Linked DNA regions of Mus musculus: all the other regions are linked to region 1. A link is a contact called in public Hi-C, HiChIP or PLAC-seq and promoter capture Hi-C data. All regions are on one chromosome and are shown on one strand. The core of a region is the stretch at or near the end of the contact, and the rest is flanking DNA. Distances in the headings are between cores, read along the strand shown. Region 1 holds the start of Cbln4 (cerebellin 4 precursor protein). Region 2 holds the start of Pfdn4 (prefoldin 4). Region 3 has its middle 18 kb from the start of Gm16796. Region 4 has its middle 16 kb from the start of Gm40003. Region 5 overlaps Dok5 (docking protein 5). Region 6 overlaps Dok5 (docking protein 5). Region 7 has its middle 170 kb from the start of Gm35033.

The links. Promoter capture Hi-C pulls out the DNA fragments that hold promoters and counts their contacts. Hi-C and Micro-C count contacts between places; a contact is called where the count stands out from the background. HiChIP or PLAC-seq counts read pairs in DNA pulled down with a chosen protein or histone mark.
Region 2: a Hi-C map of cortical neurons shows a contact between it and region 1, with 2.9 times the contacts expected there. The contact joins the promoter of Pfdn4 here to the promoter of Cbln4 in region 1. A contact is called at or near these places in 14 of 39 promoter capture datasets (the 3T3-L1 cell line, cranial neural crest, embryonic stem cells and 7 more), 2 of 484 Hi-C or Micro-C datasets (Sertoli cells and cortical neurons), 4 of 115 datasets of contacts at active chromatin or transcription factors (embryonic forebrain, embryonic hindbrain, embryonic stem cells and 1 more) and 1 of 9 other capture datasets (embryonic stem cells).
Region 3: a contact with region 1 is called in a promoter capture Hi-C map of embryonic stem cells, with 4 times the contacts expected there. The contact joins the enhancer-like site here to the promoter of Cbln4 in region 1. A contact is called at or near these places in 14 of 39 promoter capture datasets (the 3T3-L1 cell line, cranial neural crest, embryonic stem cells and 7 more), 2 of 115 datasets of contacts at active chromatin or transcription factors (embryonic forebrain and forebrain) and 1 of 9 other capture datasets (embryonic stem cells).
Region 4: a contact with region 1 is called in a promoter capture Hi-C map of embryonic stem cells, with 4 times the contacts expected there. The contact joins the enhancer-like site here to the promoter of Cbln4 in region 1. A contact is called at or near these places in 7 of 39 promoter capture datasets (the 3T3-L1 cell line, the C10 cell line, embryonic stem cells and 1 more) and 2 of 9 other capture datasets (embryonic stem cells and liver).
Region 5: a contact with region 1 is called in a promoter capture Hi-C map of hippocampal neurons, with 2.2 times the contacts expected there. The contact joins the enhancer-like site here to the promoter of Cbln4 in region 1. A contact is called at or near these places in 15 of 39 promoter capture datasets (the 3T3-L1 cell line, 3T3-L1-derived adipocytes, cranial neural crest and 9 more), 2 of 115 datasets of contacts at active chromatin or transcription factors (embryonic forebrain and embryonic stem cells) and 1 of 9 other capture datasets (liver).
Region 6: a promoter capture Hi-C map of epiblast stem cells shows a contact between it and region 1, with 8 times the contacts expected there. The contact joins the enhancer-like site here to the promoter of Cbln4 in region 1. A contact is called at or near these places in 22 of 39 promoter capture datasets (the 3T3-L1 cell line, 3T3-L1-derived adipocytes, the C10 cell line and 12 more), 1 of 15 datasets of contacts at CTCF or cohesin (stem cell-derived epiblast-like cells), 3 of 115 datasets of contacts at active chromatin or transcription factors (embryonic forebrain, embryonic hindbrain and embryonic stem cells) and 1 of 9 other capture datasets (embryonic stem cells).
Region 7: a contact with region 1 is called in an H3K4me3 HiChIP or PLAC-seq map of forebrain, with 14 times the contacts expected there. The contact joins the enhancer-like site here to the promoter of Cbln4 in region 1. A contact is called at or near these places in 9 of 39 promoter capture datasets (the 3T3-L1 cell line, the C10 cell line, HPC-7-derived erythroid cells and 5 more), 4 of 115 datasets of contacts at active chromatin or transcription factors (embryonic hindbrain, embryonic midbrain, forebrain and 1 more) and 2 of 9 other capture datasets (embryonic stem cells and liver).

What each region holds. Positions count from the first base shown.
Region 1 is chr2:172,041,196-172,045,438 of GRCm38.p6, reverse strand. It overlaps Cbln4 (cerebellin 4 precursor protein), which reads left to right and starts at 1,973. Exons shown (of 3, transcript NM_175631.3): 1 at 1,973-3,422. The coding sequence starts at 3,141.
Region 2 is chr2:170,509,324-170,513,566 of GRCm38.p6, reverse strand. It overlaps Pfdn4 (prefoldin 4), which reads right to left and starts at 2,337. Exons shown (of 4, transcript NM_001110152.2): 1 at 2,098-2,337. The coding sequence starts at 2,121. Gm16796 (predicted gene, 16796) reads left to right here and starts at 1,640. Exons shown (of 3, transcript NR_040367.1): 1 at 1,640-2,728.
Region 3 is chr2:170,528,138-170,532,380 of GRCm38.p6, reverse strand. No RefSeq gene overlaps it. Among named protein-coding and RNA genes, the nearest start is that of Gm16796, 18 kb to the right of the region's middle. Within about 2 kb of position 2,395, at least 7 of the 459 cell types and tissues checked have an H3K27ac peak or open chromatin away from gene starts, as enhancers often do. A contact at or near this core is called in embryonic stem cells, where this site is marked.
Region 4 is chr2:170,655,808-170,660,050 of GRCm38.p6, reverse strand. No RefSeq gene overlaps it. Among named protein-coding and RNA genes, the nearest start is that of Gm40003, 16 kb to the left of the region's middle. Within about 2 kb of position 1,995, at least 42 of the 459 cell types and tissues checked have an H3K27ac peak or open chromatin away from gene starts, as enhancers often do. A contact at or near this core is called in embryonic stem cells, where this site is marked.
Region 5 is chr2:170,765,423-170,769,665 of GRCm38.p6, reverse strand. All of the region lies in intron 1 of Dok5 (docking protein 5), which reads right to left. Among named protein-coding and RNA genes, the nearest start is that of Gm35033, 8.3 kb to the left of the region's middle. Within about 2 kb of position 2,190, at least 25 of the 459 cell types and tissues checked have an H3K27ac peak or open chromatin away from gene starts, as enhancers often do. A contact at or near this core is called in hippocampal neurons, where this site is marked.
Region 6 is chr2:170,877,147-170,881,389 of GRCm38.p6, reverse strand. Dok5 (docking protein 5) reads right to left here. Exons shown (of 8, transcript NM_029761.4): 8 at 1,615-2,216. The coding sequence ends at 2,152. Among named protein-coding and RNA genes, the nearest start is that of Gm35033, 100 kb to the right of the region's middle. Within about 2 kb of position 2,134, at least 7 of the 459 cell types and tissues checked have an H3K27ac peak or open chromatin away from gene starts, as enhancers often do. A contact at or near this core is called in epiblast stem cells, where this site is marked.
Region 7 is chr2:170,944,253-170,948,495 of GRCm38.p6, reverse strand. No RefSeq gene overlaps it. Among named protein-coding and RNA genes, the nearest start is that of Gm35033, 170 kb to the right of the region's middle. Within about 2 kb of position 2,230, at least 15 of the 459 cell types and tissues checked have an H3K27ac peak or open chromatin away from gene starts, as enhancers often do. A contact at or near this core is called in forebrain, where this site is marked.

The sequences.
Region 1 (4,243 bases), core at 724-3,223:
AGCTTGGATTCTTCATCTTGGCCAGAGGAGGCACTCTTACCCTTACAAGAGAAAAAGTCGAACCAAATTTCTTCTAGTGTCTGGTCTCAAACCCAGCCCTGGAGCCAGGGAGATGGCTCAGCCAATAAAAGCTCTTGCTCTGCAAGCACGAGGGTCTAGCAAATTCCCAGAACTCACATGAAAAGCCAAGTGTGGATGCACGTGCTTATGACACCAGCACCAGAGAAGGGGGAGACAGGAGGCTTGCTGAGGCTGGCTGACGGAGAGCCAGCTCCAAGGTCAGTGAGAGACCCTGTCCCAAGGGAGTAAGGTGTAAAACAATAGGCAATAGAGCAGGACCACGTGCACATACACGAGTGGACACACACACAACATGCACACACACATGCCCACACATACACATATGCACACACATGCATGTACACACACAATGGAACATGCACAGACATTCACATGTACACACATGCACACATATATACACATACATGCACACACATACACACATGCACACACATGCATGCACACACACAATAGAACATGCATAGACATATACATGTACACATACACACATGCACACACATACACACATGCACACACATGCATGCACACACACACAATAGAACATCCATAGACATATACATGTACACATACACACATGCACACACATGCATGCACACACAATAGAACATGCATAGACATATACATGTACACATACATACACACATACATATGTGCATATACATTTACACACACATACACATACATTTGCACACACATGCACACATATGTATACACACCCACACCCACACACACCACGGAAGTGCCACAGGCACTGCAATGACTAGTGATCAGTGTTTGAATAAGGACATCAGAAAAGGTCAGATGAGAAACTATATGAAGTTTACGGTGGTGTCAAGGTGGCACTCTCCTAAAGGCCTGGCAAGCTTTTCTGTTTTTTTTTTAGAGCTTCGATGAAAGATATGCAACATTGTTACAAATAGCATAGCCCCAGAGCCCCAGCAACTCACAAGCTGCACTGACTACCTCCCTCAACTGTGTTTCCAGACAGCACATCTTTATATCACTATAAGAAGTTGGGGCTAAGGATCAACCCTAGGGGCATCTTGTATCTTAATACTTGGAATTTCAGCATGAGCTTGCGGCACACATTCCCTTGGAGAACCTTAGGAGATCAGACTAAAGATGTAGGTCTGTCTGGATTCTGCAGAGGAAGAGCTCGAACGCCATTCCAAGAACGCACAGGACCATCTGGGAAGCTTAATCTGACCCAAGGACATGACTCAACCTCTAAACAATTTGCAACCAGTACGTACTAATCAGGAGGTCTGAGTGGCTGGTGGCTTCCACAGGGACGTTGTTTTGATTAGAGAATAGCTGCACTGTTCTCCTGCAGCTGAAGTCAAGAGAAGTCAACAAGGAATTTGGGAGTGTCCTGACCCCAAAGAATACTGAACCAGAAAGCCGGGGCCCTTAGTTTGGGTAGTATTGGCCACTCATTAAGGTCTTGGTCAGGTTCATGCAGCCAACTCCAAAGCCAAGCTCTGCTTCCCCGCTTCCCTTCCGTGGCTTCCGAAAAGGAAAATAAGTTGCCAGTCAGAGGCCAAGATGGCAGTGGAGTGCACAGGGGAGGAACATCAAAGAGGGAGAGGGTGCAGTACTCTCGGGGTGTGCATTTTAATTGTTACATTTAAGGGATACTGTTCACTATGATTGTTCCTGCCCCTGATTGGGATGGCTGCACAGCGTGAGAAGGCGAGCCCCAGTGGGTTCCGAGGCTCATCCTCTTGAGCAGAAGAAAAAAAAACAGGCGCCTCCTCCACACCCGCCCCGCCCAGGGCACAGAACTGCCCCCGGGCTTTTCTGGGCTCTCCAGGCTCGAGGGTTACGTGGGACAAGCTCCTGACCAGGCGCAGTTGGGGGACACTGGCTGGTCCTCTTAGCGTCAGATAGCAAACCGCGCAGATTCGCCGAGGTCCTTCCATCTCCACATCTGAGCTGGCAGCGCCACGTTCGGTTCAGAGAGTCTTGCGCAGGGCAGGGTGAGGGGACCCACAACTCCCTCTGCGGGTCCAGGTGGAGCTGGCGGCGAGCAGCCGCGGACCCCTGGCAGGTGCAGGCAGGTGAGCATCATCCTCTGGGTACACAAAGTGCGATTTCGGGGGGATCAAGTGACCTCAGACCTTGGCAGCCGGCAGCGCCGTGCGTCCCGCTCTGTCCGGGTGCGTTCAACGTCACACAGGCGCTGCTCCGCTGGGGTCAACGGACGCCTTTTCTGCTTTCCGGGGATCCACGGGATGAGCGGGCGAGCCAAAGCCATCTGCAGGCAGCACTCCTATAAATAGCGCGCGGGTGCCCTCTCGGCGCTGTCCCTCCGGCTGCACTGCACGCTGAGACACAAAGTTGTGCGCAGGGACGCGGGAACCCAGGGCAGTAGGCGCCCTGCACCTTAGAACTGCTTTTGGCGACGGGCACTCAGCTGCCGCCTACCTGCGTCGGAGTGACACCGGGCTTTGGGGGAATTTTTGACCAAGCGCAAGTGGAAGTCGCTAGCATCCTAGCCATGGACATAACCTGGCATTCTTCTCATCCCCGGAAACACCTCCTGCCTCTGTAATTTGTTCCTGCGCCAACCAGAGTCCCTCGGACAGGACCGACACCCGCACCGCTCGGCACTAGCCACCTTTGCTAGCGTTTACTCGCGGAGTCCCCTCTGTGTCTTCAGCTCTGTGCTTCACCAGGAGTGCTTGGGTTCGGGGTGAGAATTTATTTTGTTCTTTTGAGGTGTGACTGAGAGGGTCTGGAGACTTTTTAGATGTCAAGGGACAAGTGTGGGTGCCGTGGCCCCAGGCAAAACTGATTTGGGGGTGGAGGAGTTAGGGTAGGAGTTCTGCATGAGCTCCTTAAAGGACAAAGGTAACAGAGCCAGCCAGCCAGTTCGAAGGGAGACTTCAGTCCTGAGAATTGGTGGAAGTGCGCGCGCCGCTGCTGCCGCCGCCGCCGCTGTTCCTGCAGCGCTGTCGATCTAGCCACTGGCGTCTTCCCGAGCTCCCGGATCCCGGGGTAGCAGGCGCCGCCTGGGAGCAGAAGCGCCAGGCTGCCGCTTGCGCACGCGGCTCACCATGGGCTCCGCGCGCCGGGCGCTGTCCGTGGTACCAGCCGTTCTGCTGATTCTAGTGCTGCCTGTCTGGGCACAGAATGACACGGAACCGATCGTTCTGGAGGGCAAGTGTCTGGTGGTGTGCGACTCGAACCCAGCTACAGACTCCAAGGGATCATCATCTTCCCCTCTGGGGATATCGGTCCGGGCAGCAAACTCCAAGGTGGCTTTTTCGGCGGTTCGGAGCACCAACCACGAGCCATCTGAGATGAGCAACAAGACTCGCATCATTTACTTTGATCAGGTCAGACTCCCGAGGGATGCAGAGCGCATATGGGGATGGGTGGTCTCTGGGTATCGGGGGCTGCATGCCCAGATTCAGCTAATATGAATAGGATGTGGCGAGATCGTTTTATCAACTGACGGTATCAGTTTGAAACTCAGAGCTGCCTCCCTTCCCCAGCAACCACAGCCTCCATTCAGTCCCGTAGTCTTTGGCACAGGCCTGCGCGGTGGGTGGCTTGGGAGCGCAGAGGAAAGCACCTGGAGATACGACAAGTTTAACAGCAACAGGTCATCAGGGGCTGAAGGGAATACTGTCCCTGGATGCTGAGATCTATTGGTAGAGAAGTTGGGCCTCTGGCTCAGACTTATCAGCAGGTGCCCTGGAGGCGTTTCTGAGGGGGCCCTATTAGACAGTCTGAATTGTTTGACTTGTGTTTCCAGGTGGAGGCTCATCTCTCCACAAGGCTCTGGGGTTCCACAAGGTGCAGGGACCCTTCCAAGTAGACACAGATGATTAGGGGTGTGGTTCTGGGGGGGGGGGGGTCAGAGACCATCTCCAGATCTCTAGCTAGGGTGACTCCGCAGGGTCCAGGGTAGCTGGATTAACACCACCCTGCCTGGTAGAGATCAAAAGCCTTTCTCACTATTGCTCCACTCAGAAAAGTTGCCCAGGCAGGAGGAAAAAGGATGGAGTAATTGCATAGAGCTTGGGCAGGTAAGCGCTGGGGGCTGGGTTTCCCTTTCTGGTTCCCCCAGGGCATTGTAATTTGCTGAGAAAGCACAGATTTTGAGGTAGCAGCCAGGGGATGGGGCTGAAACTGATGAAAGCTGCAGCTTCTG
Region 2 (4,243 bases), core at 1,088-3,587, 1.5 Mb after region 1:
AAGCAGGCATTTCCCGACATAGCCCTGACAAACAGCAGCCACCAGAAGCCACTTGGCCCCTGGGAGGCGGAGGCAGGAGGATTAACAATTCAAGGTCATCCTCAGCTGCATAGTGAGTTTGAGGCCAGCCTGGGCTATGTGAGAAATGAAGGCAGAATGGCAAAAAGGATCACTGTAGAGTTAAGGGAATTCTGCTAGTTATACAAGACATGACTTGCTCCAAATTCAAGAAGAAAGTAAGCTGCCCTGGACCCTGACTACACCCTGGCCTCAGTAACACCTTATGGGATTGTTAAGAGGAAATAAACCATACTCTATTCCAAGTTCAGGTACTGAGATCTGGGTCCCCAGCCAAAAAGCTCTCCACAATTTCAGCTGACAGTCAGATCTCTTAAGAGTTCCAGACCAGCAAATGCTACACAGTGAGACCTTGTCTCAGAAAAGCAAAAGCAAGGACAATGTTTATCGTGGAACTGACCAGTGTAACCCACAGCTGAGAGCACAGTCTAACAAGAGAGGCAAAATGAACCTGTTCCTACCTGGCCAAATCACCGTGGCCCCGGACTGTACTCTGCTACCGTGTAATAATTTGTGGGTGACAGACCAGGGCGAGGGGCTCTTTCGAACTCTGAAGCCTCCCCAGGCTCAGCAGCCATTCCCTCTTAATGAACTGGGATGCTGAGCATCAACCTTCAGTGGTCAGAAGCACTGACTACACGGTGCCAACAGCGAGAACACAAAGGCATTCTACAGGGGCCTTACAAAGTAGAGTGAAAGCAACTGTCTTCAGCCAAGCGCCTCTCATCAGAGACAGACAGGCAAACGGACAGACAGACAAGGAGCCCGGGGTGGGGTGGGGGGGAGACACACACACTAACACACACACAGAGAAACAGAGAGACAGACAGACAAGGAGCCTGAGAGAGGCAGAGGCAGAGAGACAGACAGACAGGAGCCTGGAGTGCAAATGCTCTTTAAATCACAGCTTTTCTTCTGCGCTTCAGTTTCCTCTTCAGCTAAAAGTGAATAAATACAGAATCTCCCAAAAGGTTGACACAGCAGATCAAAATAATTAGCAAATGCTAAGAACTGTCCGAACACACTGTGAAGCCCCAATAGCTATCAGCTGTTTGCTTGTTTGTTCTTTTTTTTTTTTCCCCTCCTCTGCAATTCTTTCCCTGTATTAGATACACCTGCACTCCTGGAAACACGTTTAGGTTATAAAAACCCACATGGAAGTTTAACTTAAGTTGGTGGCTCAAATTTAGCTCAAGTTTCAAAATATTGGTTGAAAGGGTTGCATAGCCATGTCTACTGCCTGTCATGCATGAAGCCCTGGGTCCACCACACCAGCACACCAAAAGCCAGGGGTAGTGGCACACACCGGTGATTCCAGCACCTGGAAAGTGGAGGCAGGAGAGTCAGAAATTCAAAATCATCTCTGACTGCATAGGAAGCCGTGGACCAGTCTGGTGTGTACACACACACACACACACACACAAGTCCGTGTCTTTCAAAAGTGTGATAAGACATCACACCGAGCCCCATGAACAAGGATCGGACGTCGTTTTAAAAATGATAAAGAGCTCTAATTTGACCAAACAAAAATCACCAGACCCAGCATCTCACCAGATGAGTCACCAAAGGAATGGCTGGCTGGCTGGCTGGCTGTGAAGTGTGCGGGGCAGAGCGTGGGGACCCGTGTCCTTCCTAATGGCTGGGAAAAGCCCGGAGAGCCACCGCGCTCGCTCGGGCCGACTGCTCTCAACGTCAATTAGACACTCGGTGCACGGAGCGTGGACCGACCGGAGCGGTCCGGGGCGGAGCACAGAGGTGCGGTAGCAGACGACGCCCCGGGATGCGGTAGCAGACGGCCCGGGATGCGGAGCCCGACCCGGTGCCCGAGGAGATGCACGACCCTGAGCAGGTGAGGCGGTTGCCCTGACGGCGAGCGGAGCGGACAGAAGCACCCCTGTACCCAGCGCGGGCCCCGGCCCCGCGCATCCCTCACCTCCTCAGACCCCGGCCCCCAGCGCCCCGCGTCTCCTCACACGCCCCGGCCCACGGCTCCTCGGACCCCGGCCCCGCCGCACTCACCGCCTTCTTCATGGTGGCCGCCATCTTGGACTGAACCACGGGGCGCGGGGGAAAACCACTCGGGCGTGCGTCACCCCCCGAGGTCCCTCTCGAGCCCTGCTGAGCCAGACTCCCCCCTAACGCACAGCACTATCTCAACACTGCTGCTATCTGTGTCTCTGAACTATAAATTCCCAGGGCAAGGACTCAGGAAAAAAAACTATGCCCTGGAAACACTTGGTATCTTCCAATTAAAGGGACAGGCAGCTTCCCTCTCGGCCGGCATAAATACCAAAAGCGGCCAATAGTCGGGCCCGAGATCCCAGCCACGGCCAGCAGGGGGAGCGCTGGGTACCACCCAGCTGTGTGGAATGGGAAGCTTAAGAAATTCTTTTTCCATTTATTCAACAACCTAGAGAGAAGCTAAGGAGGGTAAGGGCGTGGCTTCGGCAAAGTATTTGGTAAATCATTTGGTCAAGTATTTGCACTCAAGCATGGGGACCTGAGTTCGATCTACAGCCCCTACCACATAAAAACCCAGTGCTGGCGAAGCTACAAGCTGAAGGCCACTCTTGAAGTTGATCTTAGCTTGTATGCCACTGATCACTGCAGGGGACACTAGGGGATCAGCCAGGAATAGATGAAGCCAAAGGTAGGTGACACCCAAAAAGATCCAGAGCAGTGGTTCTCAATCTTCCTAGTGCTGAGACCCTTTAATACAGTTAAATGTTGTAGTGCCCCCCCCAACCATAAAAAGTAGTTTTGTTGCTACTTCATTATGTAAATTTGCTACGGTGCTGGGTCATAATGTCAATAAATATCTATTTTCTGATAGTATTAGGCGGCTTCTGTAAAGGGCTCCCGATCTATAGGTTGAGAACCACTGACCTAGAGCGCTATAACAAACTTAAATGCTTAGATAATAGCTTACTGGACGGTTGCTTGGCTATTTATATTTAGAGACAGGGTCTTGCAATGTAATCCTAGCTGTCCTGGAACTAGCTGTGTAGACCAAGCTGGCCTGAAACTCACAGAGATCTTCCTGCCTCTGCTCTCCAAGCGCTAGGATCAGAGGCGTGCTCCATCATGTGCAACTGAAATGAATTCTTTTATGTGTTTAAAATTAAATTGGTTCAGAAATATGTCTTCCACTCGCTCAAATATGTTAGCCTGGGAAGACTGCCCACACAGGGCCCAGTGGGCACCGAGCTTCCTTAGTAACCAGGGCCATTGTTAACTTCGGTAGCCAAGACTTTGCTCTCAGAAAGTCGGAGGTCTGAGGGCAGAAGAGCTTAGAGTATTGGGGTATGGGCCATTGTCTCATTTACCAAGGGACAGGGAGGACCAGGTGTGAGCCGCAGGACAGTAAAAGCACGGCTGGGCGCTCTTGCATCTCTGCCAGTCCCTCCTATGGCTTCAAGCACAAGGGCATGCCAAGGAGGGGAAGAGGGGCAGATCTCGCCTGTCTGCTTATGACGCAGTGGGTCTCAACCTTCCTAATGTGACCCTTTAATACAGTTCCTCACGTTGTGGTGACTCCCAACCATTAAATTATTTCATTGCTACTTTACAACAGTAATTTTGCTATTGTTATACATTGTAACGTAAATGCCAGACATGCAGGATGTCTGATACTTGACCTGGGTGGGAGGGCCATTCGACTTTCCAAAAGGATCACGGCCCACAGGTTGAGAACCGCTGTTCTAATGTATAATGCATGTGCCCATTTGGTTACAATCTATCTCCTATCGTTACAATGCAATCCTGCTCATTGCTTGCATACCATCAAGCCCTCTGGATATAATGAACTTGGACTCCACAGAGTGAAGTCCTAACACCCTCCTGAGGAAGGTTTGCCGTTTGCACTCTGCTACTTAGCAGTTGCACATACAGAGTCAAATCTCTGGACCTGGAATTACTACGGTGGCACCACTTTTGAGGAACTCATTTGTATATACCGCAAACCCCAGTCCTGAACTCTGTAACCCTTAGACCAGACTCAGAAGGGAGAGCTAGTGTCTGGCTGCAGTGGTCATGGAGAATCTGTAGTTAGTGGCATGTTGACTGGACCGAAAAGACACCAGACACTGGGGATGCTGCATGTCAAACAGATAAAGTACCCCGTCCCCCAGCACCTTGCTGTCTACTGACAGGAGACAGACCACAA
Region 3 (4,243 bases), core at 1,146-3,645, 1.5 Mb after region 1:
AGGTAATAGATGCCAAGGTTTTTTTTTTAGATTAGGTGACAGAAATCTGTGGCTTCCATATTTTTATACTCTCCCTTCTCCCTCTCCCCCCGCCCTGCCCCCGTCCCCTACCCTTCTTCCCCTTCCTTCTACTCCCCCTCCCTCTCTCTACTCTCTGTCATAGGACAGACCAATGCAGAGTGCCCTGTTAGCAAGCTCTAGGGTGAGTCTTCTGAACCTGACAATGCTCACAGCAACGGGCTCTGTCTGGAGACTACGCTGTCTACTTAGAAGCGAGAGATAGCCACAGCCTAGCAGATGCCTTGACCAGCAGCATCTTGTGAGAGTCAGAGAAGAGCACGCCCAGCTCGCCAGTTCCCAGAGACTGACCTACAAGGAGCCTGCTGACTTTTCTTGATCCCAGCTGCCAAAATTCAGGGAGATTTGTCTGAGCCTCCATAGTTAAGGGATGCAAGAAGTCGCCAAACCCCCGCTGTGACGTCTAAGTTGTGTCTGCCGTACAAAGGCTCCAACTAGGACCGGTAGGAAGCTCAGGTGTGAATGTTCACAATCACTCCCAGTGTGATCGGATGTTGCTAAGGTGTTCATTTTCCTCGGATGCCAAGGACTGATCTCATTGTTGAGATAGAAACGTGGAAGAAAGGAAGCTGTAAAGACACTTGAAAGGTTAAACAAGGAAGCTATAGACAATTAGAAAGTCAACATTTCTGCAAGAGGCATATTCCCATGAAAAGCAATCCTTACATACACATATACGCATAAGTCTGGCTTCCTGCTTTAGTCTGGGTTCGGTGTGGAGTAGAGCTCATGACCCAGGCTTAAGCAAGCAAACCACTCTATCTCCTTAATAATCGACAGACTTGTGGACAAGTGACCCGAGCTGGTCCAATCAGAACGAATCTCTAGTTTCTCCAGGAAGACAGTTGTTTTGAATGCTTGCACCCAAATTGATAAGCAGATGTGGCCACCAAGGCCATCTCTCCATGATGACAGAAGAACTCGGAAGAAGCCCCTGGGTTCTGATGCTTGTCATCTAGGAATGAAGCCAGAAAGCTGACGGGGGAGGCTTGCAATCTCTGCCACCAGCACGAGGTCTAGCCCCTCCCTGCATGGTTGGTTATGCGTGGCAGTAAAATTCCTTCTGAGTTTTGGCCAGCACAAGGAGAAAATTCTGCCTGGTTGTTTGCCTAGATCACATTCAAGTGTCTTCATATCTTCAAGACCTTTAAGAGGACAGCTATTCCACTGGTCAGATACCTTGAAGAGTCCCATTAACACCTCCTAGCATCTCGATTATAGCAGGAGATGCTGTTGGCAGCCAATGCAGAGATGAAAGAATACCCACTAAGATAACCATGGTAGCAACAGCCAGGCATGGAGCAGCGGCTGTGCACTGGGTTCTGTTGACATATACGGTATCTCGTTATACCCCCTTTTTTCCTTCTGTAATTAGGAAAGTAGTTACAAGGCAAATTCTAGGTCTCAACATTTAAGGCTCGAGGAGTGTTTCTGCTTCTTTCTACCAATGAGATTGTTTTCAAGGTGTCTTGTATTTAAAGTATTTATTTATTTTATGTATGTGAGTGTTTTTTTTTTCCTTCATGTACATCTGCACACCAAACATGTGCTTGGAGCCATAGGACCTTCTGCAACAGGAGTTACAGAGGACTGTGGAGAACCAAACCCGGATCCCCTGTGAGAGCAGCATGTGTCCTTAACCACTGAGCCATCTCCCTGCCCAGGTGATCTTACTTAGACTCTCCATGCTTCAATTTCACTGCCAAATGGGATGATGATTTGTGGAGCTGAGAGCCAGGGATGGTGGCACACACCTGAAATCCCAGAATTCCACAGGAGTGCGGGAGGGCTGGGAGTTCAAGGTCATCCCTGGTAACACAGGAAGTCTAGAGGCTAGCCTGAGCTATAAGAAACCCTGTGTCCTTCCGAGAAAAGGGTGTGGCTTGGGAGGTTAGTCAGTAAAGCCCTTGTATGTATGAGATCTGGAGTTTGGACCCACAGCAACCACATATATAGCTGGGCACAGGTGCCTGCAGTCCCAGCACTGGACAACTGGAGACGGAATTCCTGGAGCTCACTAGCCTGGTCAGTCTAGAAACAGGCCAGAGTCATTGTTTGGTCTGTAGGATCTGATTTTAGGATCATCTTATTATTAGCAGGGCGACTAGATGGAGCTCTCGGATTCTTCAGTGTTGCCCGGTAGGCTGGTGCTGCTGTCTGTTCAAATGCTAAATCCTGTACCCCAAGATTTCCCGAAGACTAGCAAATTACCATGTACACTAGCTTTTGTTGTGCAAACTTAGCCGCCCAACGGAAAGCTATTGGTTAAATAAGAATGGCTACAGCCAATTACTGGGGAGAATAGAGAGAGGTGGAGTTTGTGTTACCGGGACAATGAGGAGAAAAAAGAAAGGAGGAGGAAGAAGGAGTAGACAGTGATCTCCATTGGCCATTGGAAGTGATGGACTGGGAGCACGTAGCCAATCGAGATGGACCCTGAGGACAAGATGGTGGAGCAGAACTAACCCAGGGCACAGCTGGGAATCTACACTCTAGCAAATAGAAATATAGATTAGAGGTGATCCCCCAGTGATTGCGCAACGCTAAATAAATAAATAAATAAATAAATCATAGTTTGAGTCTCATTCATTTGGAAGCTAGATGGGGATAGTAAAAATTCTTAATCTGTACTTCATGGCAGGTGGGTAGCCTCCCTCAGTTCCTCCTCCTCCTCTTCCTCCTCCTCCTCTTCCTCCTCCTCCTCCTCCTCCTCTTCCTCCTCCTCCTCCTCCTCCTTCTCCCCCCACCCCCCCACACACACATCAGCTAACCAGCTTCATCAGAGTTAGCATGCAAGAGAAAAAGAAAGACAAGAACACCAGGAATGAGAGTCGTGGGTTGTCGAGGGAAGGAGACGTTTGTCTATACCACTGGTATGAAATTAAAACTGGTTCCGTTTGACTCTTGACTCATAGAGTCAGCCACTGTGAGGCTCAGTTCTCCTTTCTCTAAACTCTGTGTTATATAAAAGCTCCAAGGTCCCTCTCAGCCCCAACATGATGGCTGGGAGACCCCAAACATTACAGAGAGCACACCCGGAAGCCTCTTTGGACTCCAAAAGGGATCGATCCGACTGCGTTTGTTAATGCCACCTCCTATGGCCTTCGGTGCTAATAAAAGTCATAGTGAAGAAAGCAATCGGATGCTGCACGGGGTTCACCTCCTGGGACGCGAGGGGCCATGAGATCCAAAAGGGGGCCCGCTGTGGCCATATACCGCTTTGCAGCATCTGAGAAGGCGGGAACATGAGTTTCCAAAATTTAATTGAAATGGGAAGATTTTATTAGTTTACCCGCAAGTGTCAATAAACACTGGTGCCCAGCAGCCAGTTCCCTGCGAGCCAGCAGCGGCGCTGTCACGAGGTTAATAACTTCCCTGCTTTATGGACAGGCGGACCCTCTCGGACTGCCTGCCGTGCAGTTTGTTTAGATGTTTTCCTGACCGTATTTTCAAAAGCTCTATCTGTTATTTATTTATTTATTTTGAACTGCTTTCCTTTTGAGCGTCTTTGCAATAATCTCTTTGAAGTCACCATAGCATGGCAACTAAACGCCAGAGTTAACAACTCCCTGGTGGTGCATTTTCTTTAAAAATCCTTGAAATGCTTATTTATTTAAAGGGACCCTCCTTTAGACAGAAGATAGGAAACATTGTTGAATAATGCTGTTTGATCGAAGGTCTGAGATAGGCAAGATTTGATTTAGTTTGCAATTAATTGGAAGGATTTTTGTCGGTGCACGTGGACTCCCACGGCTGCTGCGGTCTCCTTTGGAATTGCAAGGTGTTGCTGGTCTGTGCTCTAGAACCGGCAACTGTTTGTCGTCTCTTCCTTGCTTCCCACCTCTTCATGCCTTAAGGTTGAATGATTTCATAACGATTGAAAGCTGAGAGCTCACACATGCATAGTGTGATGCTTCGTGACAATTACATATTCCGGAGTCGCGTGGGAGATGGGTGGCTGCGCATGCCTGTTCCGGATTATTTTGATTGAGTGAATTGAGGCAGAACACCAGTCCCCGGTGCGTGGCGCCATTCCTCGCCGAGGATCATAGACTATGTAAATGTAGTACCGGAGCCGAGTAGCGTGAACTCATTGCTCTCTGCTTCTTGGCTATGGATGCCTGTGACCAGCTCCCTGTGAGCAGCTCCTGCTGCTATGATGTCT
Region 4 (4,243 bases), core at 746-3,245, 1.4 Mb after region 1:
CCCACCCCCCCCCCCTCGCATGCGCGCGAGTGCACACACACACACCAATAAGCACATAATCGTTAGGAAAACACAGAGCACAATCACAACAAGATGTCCCTGTGTGAATCCAACAGTACAGAAACAAGGAAGACTGGCAGCGTCACCAAACACTGACAAAGCTATGGAGCATCTACACCACACTGGAGTCTGAGGTGGGTATGGAGCATCTAGAACTCTTCCACACTGGTGTGTGAGGTGAGTAAGCAGATTTTTAGAAATCTAGAATTGTTTTAGAAAGATGATCTGCATGACTCGCAAGAATTTGTATGCACCCCCACCACGCGATCAGGTAATTCCACTTGTCTTCATTTGTTGAAGTGAAGACACATACTTATATGACTCTTCTAGCCATGTTCTCTGAGCATCTTATCAATAGCCACCTTAAACCGGAAACAACACAGAAGTCCATGGCTAGGAAGCTGAGAACAGAAGGGACAGCCCCTGCTGTGGCCCTTCAGTCAGTGAGAAGAGCAATTAGCTGCTGTGTGCATTCGCGCTTTAATCTCTAAACAAGGCGTGCTTGCTGAAGGATGACAGCAGACACAAAAGACTGGTGTGAGTTCACCGCCAGAACATTCTAGAAAAGGACGAAGTGTGACAGCGGCTGTTCTTGTCTGTGACACGTGGAGTGTGGGGAAAGGGAAAGGACTTGGTTCTGGGGATGGTGATGTCCTGGGAGGCTGACATACTTCATGTCTAAGCATGTCCTATGAAGCCCACTGAGCATCATTGCGTGGCATTGCATAAAGGCGGACTTCCTGTGTGTTCTCTGTTGCCCCTAATCGTGTGCGGTCTCTTGCTAACCCGTGAACATTAATTATGAATTATTTATTCTTGTAATTTATATGGTAATACAGACATCGTTATACATAATTACAATGAGCCCCATTTCAATCTGCTAAGTATGTGGATAGCTGATATATTTCACAAGCACAGCCTGAGTTTACCATTGCCTGCTCAGCTCATCAACTTCATACTTCCTGAAGAAAACACTCGGGAACAAACGATCAGTGTGTATAAAAACTGCGCTCCACCCCGCACGGCTCCTCTAAGATCAACGGGATACTGTTCATTCAGATGTTGACTGAGTACTCTTGGTTAACTTTGTTAACGACAGTTAGCAGTTAATTTGATAATGGAGCCGTGCGTTCCAGAGATCAGCATAGGTACTACCTAGTGTCGAGTAGTTGCTGAATAATGGGCTAGAACTGAGCCCTGGAGGGAAAAGTTGTGCTGTCAATCCATTTAAAGCACACAGTTTCACTTTTCTTTTTCACGACAGGATGAATCAAACCCAGGGCTATGCACATATACACACAGCAGGCAAGAACTCTGCCATCAAGCTCCACCCAGGCCTGGATTGTTTTTGACATCGGGTTTTGCTATTTATCTCAAGCTAGCCTCTAACTTACAGTGCACCCACCCCAACCTCCTAACTACAGTCAATGTGCCGCCAAGCCCAGCTCCTAACTATCCATTCACAGCTCTTGTGTGCTATGGACATGTGTGAAAGGGACAGAGTATTTTAGAGTAGCGAAATTATTTCAATGTTAAAATGTATGAGGCCGTTCAAAATCCATATTTACAATTTGAAGAAAATCAAAAGCTACAGCAAGGCTATAGAGTAATCATTACAGACATAAATGGAAGGGCTAAAGAAAAACATTTTGCTTGGGTTAAATTCCAAGTAAACATGGACTATAAATCTAACGGTGGCTGTGTGTTTAATCAAAGTGCCTTCCTTTCACTGAGGTACTGGATTCAGAGGGTGTCAACCCCACGGTTTACCAGCATCGGATGCTCCTCTGGGGAGGGGGTAGGAACGTGAGGCAAGACCCCTAGCAGATGAGAGGAGTTTGAGCAGTCAGATTGAATCCCTGGACATCACTCCGAGCCTTAATGAGCTTGGCTTTATCTGTGGCTAACAGCAGGGGAATTAACTTCCTCACCCCCTGCATTGGGACAGCCTGATTTCCAGATGTGGAGCCCTGCTCAGCAGGGTTTTGGCAGCTCCACACATTTCTTAACAGATAGTTCTGCTGCTGCATCTGCCCTGCAGGGGGGCGGGGGAGGGGCAGAAAATGAATCGGTAAATTCAAAACACCATCTTTTCAAAGGAACGGAGGAAGGAAAATGACCTGCATATTTACGAAGGTGTTGGTTACAATTTCCCTCATTCTTTTGCTGTTTTCAAGAGCTTGCCTCACAGGGGAGAGGGAGAGAACAGAACAAAGGGACTGGAATCCACAAAGACCCAACAAATGTCTTGCAAGCGGTTTCTCTGGACTTGAAGCCATCAAATGTAAAGTGACCATTGTGCTTTTCCTAGGAGAGAAATCAGAGTCTGCCTGTTTATCTGGGGGAGCCATATGCCGGCTGTAATGACACTGGGTTTATGGGAGAGCTGTTTCTCTTTGCTTTCCAGAACCCTATCCCAGTACAGCGTTGGCCTGGAAGCAGTAATGGAATCTAGCTTCCCCTGTCTCTCCTCTCAACCTTGATATGTGTGTGTGTGTGTGTGTGTGTGTGTGTGTGTGTGTGCGCGCGCGTGCGCACACACACATGGGCATGCACGTGCACACGCATACACGCAAACATCAACTTTTATCCTGGGTGACCTTTGACAATATCTAAGGGACATGCTGACTTTCCAAACGACTGCTGAATGTGAGAGTATGGGATGGCAGGCATCATGAGTTCTAAGACGCGATGCAACAGCATCTCCTCCATCTTTGCACACGACAGAGCTCCGCTACTTCACCTAAAGTGTGGGGAGAACTTGAAAAGCACACGTCTACATTGTCGTCTTCTGGCTTCAAAGACTGAAGAGCCTCTGATGTGTTTCAGTCTGTATTCCTGAGATAACACGGCCTTCCTTGTCCTCAATGTCTATCAAGGCTGGGAAACAAGGATCGAATTAGACTTTAAGCATGACTATTATTGGGTCCAAAGAAGAAATACTATGGTGGTGAGAAACAGGACAGACTCACAATGGGGTGACATGGCTGTTGCCATGGTAAATTATAGCAAATAGGGACTAGTAACCCCTGAGGGCATACTGTGTTTTGGTGTGGGTGTGATGTGATCAGATATGCCCAAACTTTTGACATTGCAACATGGCGTTGGGCATCGCCATTGTCCAAAGCCCAAGGTATGGAACTGGGTAACTGAGTTATACGACAATAACCCAAAACTTGACTGTTTTGTAAGCATGTTTATGATTCTGTGTTGAGCAGCATTCACAGCTAGCCTTGGGTACATATGGCCTGTCATCTGGTCTAATCCCAGCACTTAGGAGGCAGAGGGCAGAGGCAGGTAGATCTCTTTGGGTTTGAGGCCAACCTGGGCTACAAAGCAAGTCCGCTGTTAGCCAGAGTTCTGTTACACAGAGAAACCCTGTCTCAAACAAACAAAACAAAACAAAAACAAAAAAAATGTTCAAATTGAAAGATGATGAAAAGAGCTTGGTTTTTGGTTTTTTAGAGTTTAGGAAATTTATAAAACACTGAAGATATTATGAATGAAGTGGGCACCATCGATCAGCCATCCAGAAAGAGGAGCTGCTCATTTCCACAGCTCCCTTAACACCTAGGCAGGCTTGTGTTTTTAAACCCAGGCTGTGCTGACTTGATTTTACTCATTTTGTTTCTCCTGAGATGAGCTGCGATTGTTATCAAAAGTGATTCCAACTAGGCCTGGTGACACACAGCTGCCATCCTTACAACCCAGATAAGATGCAAGAGTTCAGGGTCATCCTTGGCTACTTAGTAACGCAAGGCCAGCCTGGGATAGATGAGGCCCTGTCTCATACAGAAGAAAAAGACTCAACTTATTTACTTTAGGGAGAAATTGTGAAGAACAGATCTTTTGTAGAGAGTCCATAATGTAAGAACTGGAGTGTAGAAAATGGTTTTAGAATGTTCCGGATTAATCTCCAGTGATGCACACACTGAAGAGGTTGCAGGGGTATAAAGGCCAGGTGGCAAAGCCACTTAGGGGCACAGTGAGAGCTAGAATCCTGGCCCCTTCAACTCCAAATCACTTTCTTTGCGTTACTCCCCAGCTCCTTTCCCGACAATGACGACAACGACGACGCTGCCTCCTTAATGAATTGACCCATGGCTGGCACATCCAAGCTGTATTTAATCAGTTATTCTAAGTATTGATTTATCTCTCCACACAAACAAAAGCTGGACATTCA
Region 5 (4,243 bases), core at 941-3,440, 1.3 Mb after region 1:
TACAGAGAAGAACATCCTCCTAAGATGGGAGGGGGTCAAATTTTAAAGACAATAACAGAAACAGAATCAATGAAGAGTATTATTTATAGGTTAAAAGTACATAAATCTAATATTAAATGTCTGTCTTTTTTTTCAACATTTACTGTGAAACAGATACTAAACATCCAATATATATTATGCCTCCTTTCAAAAGAAGTCATATATTTATTCATTTTGGGGGTAAGTGGGGGTCAGAGAAAAGCATGTGAGCGTCATTTCTCTCCTTCCACCATGTGAATCCAAGGGATTGGACGCAGGATATAAGGCTGAGGGGAAAGAGCCTTTAGCCACTGAGCCATCTCACTGCTGTCCCCCCTTTTATGTCTTTCAGTCTTCATAACATTCGTCTTCTTGATACAAAAGAATAAAGATCAGAGTGCAATAGGCACACCCCAAAATTATTAACTAACGCATACACTTTGAAAATCTGCCAACTTACGTTGGAGACCTGGACACGTTGATGCCTACCTGGGTGGACTCGAACTAGGCCCCAAATTCCTCGTGGCAAAGTAAGATCTGGTAGCAGCTATCACAGAGAAGTCACTGAGAACATCAGGTGGGCAGTCATACGAACAGCTTACCGGAGGACCTAGTGCACACAAAGATCTGGGAGGAGACCCTTGTCCACCCAGGCTGCCATACCAGAGGCTACGGAGGAGTGGCTTACAAGCAGCATCAATTGCTTGTCACAGCTCTGGGACGTGTTGACACACGTGAGAAAAGGTCCTTGAGCCTCCTTCACAGGGGCTGCCATGTGGCTCCTAAGGGTGGCTCCTAAGGGCTCTCTGCTCTTGCAACCTCCCAAGAGCCCCAGCCCCCAACACCATCACCTGGATGACTAGAATTGTAGTGTCTTCACTGTGGAGGGTCCATTACATCCATTACACAGCCATGCAGACCACCAGGGGCACCTCGGTGCTCTTCCCACACACTCAATCCTGTCTAGGAAAGGTTGTGCTTGTCCGTTAGACTAAAAAGGAGGTTACAGCTCAGAAACAGAAGGAAGAGCTGAGTCCCCACAGAGGCTTTTGAATGGCAAAGCCAGAATTTAGTCACAGAGGCTGAGACATTCAATCTCATGTTGCCTAAATCGCACGGGAACACCAACCCCCCACTTCATGAATATGCAAAATAGCACTTGATACCTGTCACAGCCCACACCTCTGTCTATCATACCAAGTGAAAAAATAAATAAATAAATAAATAAATAAATAAATAAATAAATAACTGAGTCTGGGTTAGCCCAGTGGCAGCAGGATAGACAGAGGATTAGGGAGCAAATCTTTAAGCTTGCGGGCAAACACTATACAAAGGTGGGAAGTCATATTTTAATCAAGTACAGGCTACTAAGTCTATGGGGAGTTTAGATACCATGATATTACTTCAGAATTCTCAAACATAAAGAACTTGGAAGACGAGTATAAACGCAAACCTCTAGAGAGGTGGCAGTGTTGACGCTGAAAGTGCAGCTTCAAGAGATTAGAGACTAGGAGGGACTTTCAAGTCCAGGAGAGACCTGCGGGAAAGAGAATCACCTGAGGAGAGGCAGTGATGCAAGATGATGCAAGGATGCTAAAGGCATCAATGTTAGGTTGGACTCTCTGTACTTAGGAAGCTGAGACCAGGGGGATCATAAATTTAAGGCCAACCTGAGCTACATGTTTGGCTTGGGCTATGTGAAACCCTGTTTCAAAACTCATAATAAAAACTTCAGTGTAAGATAAGACTGCGCATTCTGAGAGAAGTCTGTATTTGCCAGTCTAGTAAAAGAAATCCTGGTTTCCTAGTGTGCATATCTTGGTTGACTAAGTGAGGACATATCTGTATTGATATTTTTGTCATTTACATCTCAGCTACACCCTAAGTCAGTGTGAGCATGCAGCAAACATCAAACCACCTTAGCCAGACGTCAGCTCATCTCACGAAGGGACTTGGATGTTTGTAACGATGAAGAAAGCCTTACCGAGAATGTTACAAAAGCAAGATCAGGCTCTGGAGCTATTGCACAGACTCCATCAGATGCCAAGCAAGTCAGAACGGGTCTAGTGAAGCTGAGAGCTTCCAAAGGGTTAAGCTGAAATCAGCCCTTTCCCTTTCTGGTGTCTCTCCATCTGCTGCATAGGCCTCTATAAATAAGACAGAGCCGCAGAACACACCCTTACTATCTCCTAAGAGGCGAGCATTGAAACAATGTTGCTCAGTTCTCTCGAAGACTGAATTAGAATCCTCATTTGAATAAAAGCAACCCCCGCACCATAAGCACGTCCATAGATATTCCTGCTGCAATGAAATATGTCTCCGTGGCTGACAATGGCGCCCAGAATGCATATTTAAACACAGCTCCTCTCCCAGTCCTAACAGGATTATACAACCACAAACACTTCTACGCTCTTAAGGAATTACACACAGGGAAGTGAGGAGACAGGAGCTGCACCCTGAGACGTTGTCAACCTTTAGCTTACGGGTTTAGCATGACACATCACAAGTGAACATTTTACTGTGGCGTACACATCTCTTTATGCTGTCCCTGTCTGCTCAGAGAGTGAGCAGTATGTAGGATCAGGAAGCAATGGGTTGTGTCAGAAGCTGCGCCCAGACAAGGAAGTCCTCAAGATCGCCTGCTCTGGAAAAACCCAACTGCCTAGAAGCAGTCCAGGCTATCCCCTGGGCTATCCTGGGTTTCTGGGAAGCTTGGATCTCCTTCAGAGATGCTCATCATGTTCAAGTTCAAGTTGCTGCACACACCTTTCATTGACTCTTCCGTTAATTCACCCTTCATTGTTCACGGGCAACCAATAGAACAAATGACTGTTCTTTAGTGAGGAATTTCACTTTCCGAACTGGATTAGTCGAGCAGGAACATGCTCCTACACATTTACAAATGGGTCTCTGAACTGAAATTGGTAGGAGACTTCCAAGGATAAGGTTTCAAAGGACAGTTGTGTTGTGGATGTGCTGTGTGAGCAGGAAAAGGGTCTCCTCAAAGATGTCTACACTCTTAACTAAAGTTCCCAGGAAAAGCCACTTCTGTGTTAAACATTCTGCACACAGACTGGTTCACATGAACTTTGTTACTGGGGAGAGTTGGAATGCTACCGGTCCACAGCCCAAAGTATTTTGGACCATATTGGTTCCTTAATGGCCATTCATCTTTCTCCCTTGTATCTGACCTAAATCTCTGTGAGCTCTCAGGGTTTGGAACATCTTAGTTTCATAGATGGCTAGGTTCCTTCTAGCCACCCCAAAGCTTAGATGTCATCAGACAGCATCAACAGTGGAATGTAGCCTCCAAGACAACCCCAGGCTATGGCCAATCACATCTGTCTCAGACTTATGCCTTGTGCTCAGTCTGCTGTGCCTTGCAGTGACGATGGGAAAAGATGCTTCACAGGTGGGGTTAGGTCAAAGGTGTTGGAGTGGAGAGTGCCTGGGGTTGTCTGGCCAGGTCCGCTGTCACCAGGAGCATTCTTAGAGAGAAGAGAGAAACAAGATGAGTAAAAAGATACATGACTGAAAAATCCAGATGAGGAGGATTGGCCAAGAGCCAGGGAGGAAAGATGGCTTCAAGCATCCCGAAAATGCAAGAAAATAAGTTTCCTGGGAATGCCTGGCTAGCTAGTCGGTTGTCACTTAAAGGCCCCTCCTTAGCAGATGATTCCAGTTGCACTTCTGTTTCGGTAACAAAAACCCTGACCAAAAACAATGTAGGGGAGAAAAGGGATTGTTTGGCTTACACATCTAGGGTGGGGTTTACCACTGAGAAAAGTCAAGGCAGGGACCCAAGCAGAAACCACAGAGGTAGGCGATTTGTGCCTAGGTCCATGCCTAGTGAGCTCTCTTATATAAGGCTAGGACCACCTGTGTAGGGATGGCACCACTCACAATAGGCCAACCTAGGCAAATTAATAATCAAGATGATCCTCCACAGACATGCCTGCAGGACCACCTTGACCTAGTCAATTCTTCAATTATCCATCAAGGATATTGTCTCAGACAACGAGGCTATGTCTAGGCTGTGTCAGGTTGACAATTAGAGCTAATGAGGACCTGAACATATGCATTCTTTGGAATTTTTCACAACGACAATGTTGCAGCGCTTACTCTATTTTAGAAGTATACATGAGATTTCCCTATGTAAGTTTTTTTTTTCTGGAACATTCTATAAAGGATGTTCTTTACAAAGAGAATGCACACGCCAAGCCAT
Region 6 (4,243 bases), core at 885-3,384, 1.2 Mb after region 1:
CTGTCCATCTGACACGCATCTATCAGGGGTCCAGGCTCAGCTCTAGGGCTGAACATTGTAGTTGTCAAACTCAGCAAAGACCATCCAGGATGATTTGAACTCAAGATACAAGGTGCTAAGTGTGCATGGCGAGCTGCATTGTTACAGACGAAAATGGATCCATCTGGGAGAAGGAAGAGCAAAAATTACGTGGGGGGAAAAAAGCTGCAGAGAACCCAGACAGAGTGCAGGTGCATTCTGGGAAGGCCATCAGACCCAAGCCATTAAGTTGCCCTAATCCATTCATTAATTATTAGCTGACTTCAGACCTCTCTCCTGAGATCTCTCCCCTCCTGGGAAAGGTCCTACCCGAGGTGTCCTTGGAATCTCAGCTCTGGAACAAGCAGTGCATTTAGCTTAGCAGGCTTGGGTTTTTAGCTAGGCTGAAGATATGGGGTTATAAGGTGTGTCTATCTCCCCTTTGAGCCTTTCTAGAAATGCTCAAACAGCAATGGGATGTTGAAGTGTTTTGTGGGAGCCTCTGCAATATATATATATATATATATATATATATATAATTCTGAAACTCATTAGGTATTTTCTTCCATGAAAATAATGGATTCAGAGGAAGCTGGTGTGCAGAAGTGTGCATTCAAGGTGAAGTCTCCCATATACAAAGAACCCCATTCCGAGGATGTGAATCTGACCTTCTCTCTCTCTCTGTCCATCTGACACGCATCTATCAGGGGTCCAGGCTCAGCTCTAGGGCTGAACATTGTAGTTGTCAAACTCAGCAAAGACCATCCAGGATGATTTGAACTCAAGATACAAGGGGCACTGTGAAACATACCCCTGTTCCATGTCAAATTTGGACCTCACTTTTATTTTGAAATACCATATAAGCGCCACTTACCTGAAGATCAAGTTTAATTAGGGGACATGACAGCGAGCAAGGTGAGTGCCCCCAGCTTGCTTTTCCAGCCTGGCGAGAACATAACCTCTAATTGTCACGAGATGCAATTGCCATCTGGCACCTCCCCAGTGACACAGCCTGAAGAGCGGGGTGACCTTCTCTTTAGAAGGCCGTCGCCCCTGGAGGCCCATCGGGCAGGTGCCACTCAGTACTGCAATTGTATCTTAATTCCCTTGATGCCCTCGTCTGGAAGAAATTGAGGTTCTTGGCAACAAAGCCAGAGTCTTTATACCTCTGCATGCCTAGAGTCCAGCAGAGCACTGGAGACGAGAAGACTCCAGATCTGATGAATGAATGAATGAAGAGATGTGTCTGTGTCTGGATTTGTGTGAAACACAACGCAAAACCCTGTTCCCAGTGCATTTACCCTCCAGATACACTAAGTGGGGGCACAGAGAAAACTGGCACCGGGACCCGGGGACCGGATGGTGAAGCTGCTTATTCTAAAATGCCTTACGTAAGTGGTCTACTCAAAATAAAGGCTTTTGAGGGGTCAGAGGGGGTTGAGGAGAACGCATGTTCATTGGGTCTTCTGAGGGGGTCTTCCCTGAGAAGAATGAGTGGAAATATTGATTTAATTCACTGGGAATATAACCAAATGCGAGTTCATGACTGAGCCAGAACCCCAGCCCCAGTCACAGAGGGATAGTGCAGAAAGAACTAACGAATACTGAAGAGGCATTTTATTGTCCATGATGACTGTCTTACGACGGAAACACTTACAAGGAAAATCACACAAATCCACAGAGGGACAGACTCAGAGAGGCACAGGGGGCACTTGTCACCAATAGAAAATCAGTCCGTGGTAGCAACACTGACTCCTCTGTCCAGCTATAAAAACAGGGTGGGCTGATATTATCCAGTGCGTTTCCATGAGGTTAGGGCTGTATCTTTAAAAAAAAAAAAGAAAAGAAAGAGAGAGAAAGAGAGAAAGGGAGAAAGGAAGAAAGGAAGGAAGGAAGGGAGAGAGAGAGAGAGAGAGAGAGAGAGAGAGAGAGAGAGAGAGAGAGGAAGAAAGAGAGAGAGAGAAAGGGAAAAATATTTATACATATGTTGTTCTGCAGCGTTTCCCGTGGCCACACACATTAGCAGGGTGCGAAGCTGCTCTTCTTCATCTGCACTCTCCCTGGCTGTCCCTCTGTGTCCTCCTGCTGTGGCTGACACAGCACAAATGTGCTAACAGCTCTTGGCGGTTGCTGTCAGTGCTCAGACCGGTAGGTGGGGAAAGTCTCTGTCCGGTGAAGCTTCAGCGGGCTGGTGACATCTTTTCCAAAAAAAAATTAGAGAGGACAAACAGTTATCTCTCAAGAAAGCTCAGGATCAAATTGGCTAGTACTACAGTTGATTAAATTTACCAGAGAAAAGTGGCCTGTTCAGGACAGGAGACTGTATTCCTAAGGTCACTCACACAGATATGCAAATACGCATCACTAGGGAGTGCGTGATTAACATATCATTTGCATTTGGCCTTTGCCTTCAGCCCTGGTCAGTCCTTAACAGCTGTGTTAACTCCTTAAACTTTCATCTGTAGTTCCTCCCTGTGTCATGAAATTCGGGTGGGGGGGGGGCGTGGAAAACACAGGACTAGGGAAAATTTTGATGTAGACACTCTTTGCAAACCTGACTCAGAATAAGACAATATTGCACATCTTCATATGTCACTGTTAGAAGACTTTAATTTCCTCTATTCCAATTCAGTTTCCAGCCCAATGAACAAGTCAAGAATGCCCCCCCCCCCTTGAGAGGTCACCTGGGAGAGGGGGCCAGGAGAATGGATGGAAATGGGGGGTGAGGTAAGCATCTCTAGGATTGTGCCAGACACTTGGGATGGGGGAGGATCCAGGAGTCTATGAGGGGGACTCTAGCTGAGACTCCTAGCAGTGGGGGATATGAAGCCTGAAGCATCCTGTAGCCAGGCAGGACTCTCAGTGGAGGGATAAGGACAGCAACCCATCCACAAAACCTTGGACCCAAAATTTGTCCTGACTACTAGAAGTGCAGGGACAAAGATGGAGCAGAAACTAAGGAATGGCCAACCAATTACTGGCTCAACTTGAGACCAACCAATCCATGACACTATTAACCACCAACCAGAGAGCCTACAAGGGCTGGATCCAGCCTTCTCCACCCCACACAGATGTAGCAGATGTGCAGTTTGGTCTTCACGCAGATCCCCCAACAACTGAAGTGGGGGCTGTCCCTGACTGTTGCCTGCTTGTGGATCCTGGTCCGCTAATTGGACTGCCTTGTCTGGCCTCAGTGGGAGAGGGTGTACCTAGTCCTGCAGTGACTTGAGGTGCCAGGGTGGGTTGGACCTCCCTGAGGTGAAGGGGTGGGGGGAACGGGGTGAGGGGCCATGTGAGGGAGAGACTGGGAGAAGAGGGCCTGCGATTATGATGTAAAGTGAATTAATTAATTAATCAATTAATCGATTAATTGATTGATTGATTGATTGATTGATTGATTGATTGATTGATTGATTAATGAGAAAGAAAAAAAGGATGCCCTGCGCCCACCTCAGAGTTAATGCAGGGATTGGCAGGTTTCCTCTATACAAGGCCAGAGAGTAAAACTAAGTAGATATTAACAGCAGGGTAGCAGCCACGGTGAACACACAGTGTGTGAGCATGTACATCCCTGTAAAATTGTATTAAGAAACACGGGATCCAGGCTGGAAAGTGCCCAGGAGAAACCGGTTTGCCCAGCCTGACAGCCAAGCACCTTTCATTTTATAAAACCAAGATGTTTTGCTGCCCCCTGCTGGCTAGGGGTAGCACAAGCAGCGATTTTACAGGACTAAGGGAGTTCACAGTGGCACAGAGGCTGGACACAAGGAAGTAGGTGGGGGGAGCTCTGAGAGCCAGCAAGTATGGATGCTTCAGGCACACTTTCAAAACCATATTGTGTGGACTGTTGAGCCAAGAGAAAAGGGTGGTTGGTGCCCTGTGGCTCTGCGGCTCCTGGCCCTTCAACTGACTTTCCGTTCCTCTGTCACAACAGCCCTGACTGACTGAGCCCTTAGGCCTCAGCTAACATCATCCCAGCCTCCCCACCTGAGAAGAAACAGGAGTAACACCTGACACAAACCCAGCTCCCACTTCTACATGATGAAAGGAAAGATGTCTTTCATTCTCCCACGCAGTTCTACTGAGGATTAAGAGACGTGCAAGGGGATTTGTGAGCTGCCACAGTTTGCAGAGTTATCCCAATCTCTGCCCCAAACTAAAACAGCTACAAAGAGAACCAAGGGCTTGGGCCGAATGAAATGGCTCTGTGAGTGCCTGCCTCCAA
Region 7 (4,243 bases), core at 981-3,480, 1.1 Mb after region 1:
TCTGTAAGAGCACCCAGTCCTCTTAACAATGGAGACATCTCTCCAGACTTGGGATTTATTTTTATGTTTCAACATTATTCAATTGTGTATATAGACAGAACGTATCTCTTTTATTCATTTGCCCCCTGACAGACACTTAAATCGATTCCTGAATGTTGGCTAATGGGGCTACCACTCCATTCAACATGGGAGTGTACTGCCTCCTCCACACACTGATATGTGTAGCCTTTGGATATGCACCAAGATGCAAGATTACCGGATCACACAGAAGGTCTACGGAGAGGACCTCCAAACACTGCTCCAAGAACAGCCGTGCAACCAAGCAATTGCTTCCTGTAGAACTGCTGTGAGTGCTCAGTGATTCACGCATCTTATAAGACACTATGAGGATGGAGAAGCTACTCAACAGAGAACCTATGTGCCAGCGTGGATAGTTCCTACCACATGCATGGAAAAGCAGGAAAGCCTGAACTTTGAAGAGAAAAAGAATAACTTACATCCATGGACATGCGTGAGGCTGAGATCCTATTCACTCCTGAGGGATGAAGGAAATAATTTTTAGTCATTAAGTTCATGGTTTCCATTTCAGTCTCTCTAATCTGTGTGTACTCCCTCCCTGTGAGCCCTCAGATAACTACAGACTCATAGATAGAACACACAACACACACACACACACACACACACACTTCATGTGCCCACATACTCTCAAAAGAAACAGACACACACATTTTCTAAAACATTATCAATTCTCATTGAGTCTCTATTACTTAGAGCCAAAATTGCCAAAAATGTGAATGAAAATTATGATAAAAATAGCAACCTCAACATTCCTGTGATATTAATTGAGGATGGTAAGTTTTTTAAAAAAAAAAAAAAAACCAACGTCTCATCATTTATTTAATAACTTAGGTTAGTTAGCCAGGTTCCCTGTGGAGCCTGTTTCAGTCAAGGGAACAGTGAGTGCCTCTCATGGCATTCTGTAGGGTGGATTGAGAGTCACCGATGACACGACAAGGTACTGTGGAGTCTTGGCAAACAGATCAGAGTGATTCAAGGCTGAGGTCAAGTGAGTAAAACAGTTGAAATTGACTGACTAATACAAATTAGTCATGAGTCCCGTGGCTCAGATCTCCATGGAATTCTATGTGTGTGTGCACGCGTGCATGTGTGTGCAAGTTATATTATATGGTGCAAGTTGGTCACTGAGCGATACGTTGGGAGAGGTATAAGTATGGCTTCCCAGCTCAAACAGTCAACTTGTATTAGGAATACTGTAGGGTACTTTCATTGCCAAAAGGTTGACGTCACTTATCTAGCGGGTCCTAATAGTATAGAAGGTAACCTGTGTCTTGGCACTGCGCTTGCTCTGTGGAGTGATGGATTGGATGGACACCAGCCATGCTTCCTAGTAGCAGGGGCATGGATCCCGGAATGTTGATTGTCAACCCTAAGACTTCTGGCTGTGCCATGATCATTCCTTTCCAGGGCCCTATAAAGCCTGGGGAGGTCCCTAGAGCAGAGCAGGTGCTCGCTCACGTAAGCCTTTCTCATCATCTGCCCCCTTAAGAGTACATGCACGCCCTTTTCACTGCGGCTTTTTAAAATCAAGTGAAAATATTTTTCCATCGTCTGCTGCTCATACCTTTGAATCCACTTGTTTGTTTTGTTTGTGACTTATTTAATAGCTCTACGCATACATTTTTATCTGGACACAGACTTCTATGGCTACGGAGTCTGTTATGGAAACCTGACTAAGGTGCGCTCACTCAAAATGCCTTGTCTCCGCTCAACCTGCAAGGGCAAATTCTCTTTGTTTGGAAATCTTCTCAAACAGACGTAAACGCCTACCCTGCCAAATCCTGCAGTCTGAACAATAAGGCCTTGACAAGGTCAGAGGATCCTGAAGATGAAGTGGCAATGAGTGGCCTTTTTTGCCTGTCTGAAAATGCCTCCCACCATTATCGATGTCAGTCTCCCGGCGAACAACTCATCAGCAAAGATCCAGGTAGGTGAACACACCCCAGAGACGAAAGGGCCACGCCCGGAGTCACAGTGCTATGGGAAGGGGCAAGGTCGGTATTGGGCCCAGATTGCCCTCGGGACTTACAAAACTGACCTTAGGGTGAAACTCCCAAATATAGAAAACACTTCATTTCAGCAAGTGTAACCTTCCACTGTTAGAAATGACCGTGGGACGCGCATGCTTGCTCGGTTTCCATGCCTGTCTCACTCACGCTCTGTGTGGTTATTCTGCAGACCGGATGTGAGGTCATGGGCCAGCTGCACTCCAGCAGGCTTCTGTTTTACCCTGCAGCATATTCCCTAATTAATATGAATGCTTCATTTTATGGGAGGGTATTTTTTTTTAGGCTAAACCAGTTGTCACCTTTCCAAACTGCCGCTCCGAAGCGCGCTTGCTTTCTCTCTTCTGAATTGGCTATTTTTCTTTTTCTCCCCAGGTTGTTTATAAAAGCAACTCATGGCTTGGGTTGGGCACAGTCTCACACTGACTTGCAATTTGTACCCTTCCCTGCTGACAAGCTGCGCATGGGAACGCACTGCCTGGCGTTCTGCAATCATCTGACCACTCTGGCATAATCTCAGCTGCCTTCTGATGAGTCGGACTCACGAGCCAAATGAAGATCAAGGAGATCGCCAGTGGACAGGTCTATCTGGGGAGAAAAAAAAAAAAACAAGCTTTCTGCAGACTTCCTGGATCTCTTCCCACTATTTCTATCAATATAAAAATAGAAAGCAGCTATACTCTATTGTCATTCAGATATGGCTTATGTTTGCATCAAAAGACAAACAAAAGGGAGTTCTACACAGACGATATAATGCCTTCCTGCCTTGCTCTGGCAAATCTTGGAACATTAAATGTTGTTTGGGGCCAGCAAGATGGCTTAGTGCCACCGTTCTCAACCTGTGGGTCACCACCCCTTTCTGGGGACTGTGTATCTGAAATTCTGCAAGCCAGATGTTTATGTTATGATTCAAAATAGTAGCGAAACTATAGCTATAAAGTAACAATGAGATGATTTAATCGTTACGGTTCACCGCAACATGAGGAATTGTATTAAATGATCACAGAATTAAGAAGGTTGAGGACCACTGCCTTAGTGGATAAAGGGGCTTGCTGCCAAATTTAACAATTTGGGGAGCTACCTTGTAGAAGAGGAGAACAGAAACCCCACAAGTTGTTCTTTTTTCACATATGCATGGTTTTTCACACACACACACACACACACACACACACACACACACGACAAATGAATAAATAAGTACCTAACCATTTTAAAAAATATTAAATTCAATGTGACACCTAATTAAGCAAAGCCCATGGTACCATAGAAAAAGGTTACCAGGTAGATCACAATTAAAGGTCTCTGACAGGCACCATCAAAGTTGCCTCTGAGGTATAACTGGGAGCAGACTTAGCTATGAATAGAAAGTTTGTATCAGACATGAACGAAACAAAAGCACACTGCACACAATGACCATGATCCCCATGTCCTACTCGTTGGCCTCCTGCTGTTGAACAAACCCCGGGACACATGGCAAGCAGAAACAAATGCCAATGGTACTTCAACCTCTTTGCACACTCTAGAGCAGTGGTTCTCAACCTCCAGAATGCTGTGCGCCCTTAACACAGTTCCTCAGGTTGTGGTGTCCCCCTACCATAAAATTATTTCGTAGCTACTTCATAACTGCAATTTTGCTACTGTTATGAATCATAATGCAAATGTCTGCTAGCCTGCTGAGCCAGTTTCAGGCCAATGAGCACTGCACCCCAGTTTCAAGAGCCGTCATATATATATATGTATATATATATATATATATATATATATATACATATATATATATATATATATATATAATATGTGTGGTATTTTGTAAGATATTTAATATGAAAAAATATGTAAGACTTTTCCACTCAAAAATATGAAACCTTCCAGAATACGGTATATAAGCCATATACACAGTTGTAAATCATTATCATTATAAAGGTGATAGCACACTCCCCCATCCTGATCGCGTCATCCAGACATGGTGTTATACTTCTCATTATCACCTGCTTTTGAAAGTTAAGGAATGGTCAGTCCACAGCTATCCAGTTAGAACACGCTCAGCAGAATAACTGATGGATATTTACCTAGTTTAATTTTGGTGAGGACTAAGGTGGAAAGCATCATCACAGAGTCAATGAAGCATTCACAAGAAGCACCAATGGATGGATTCTTGG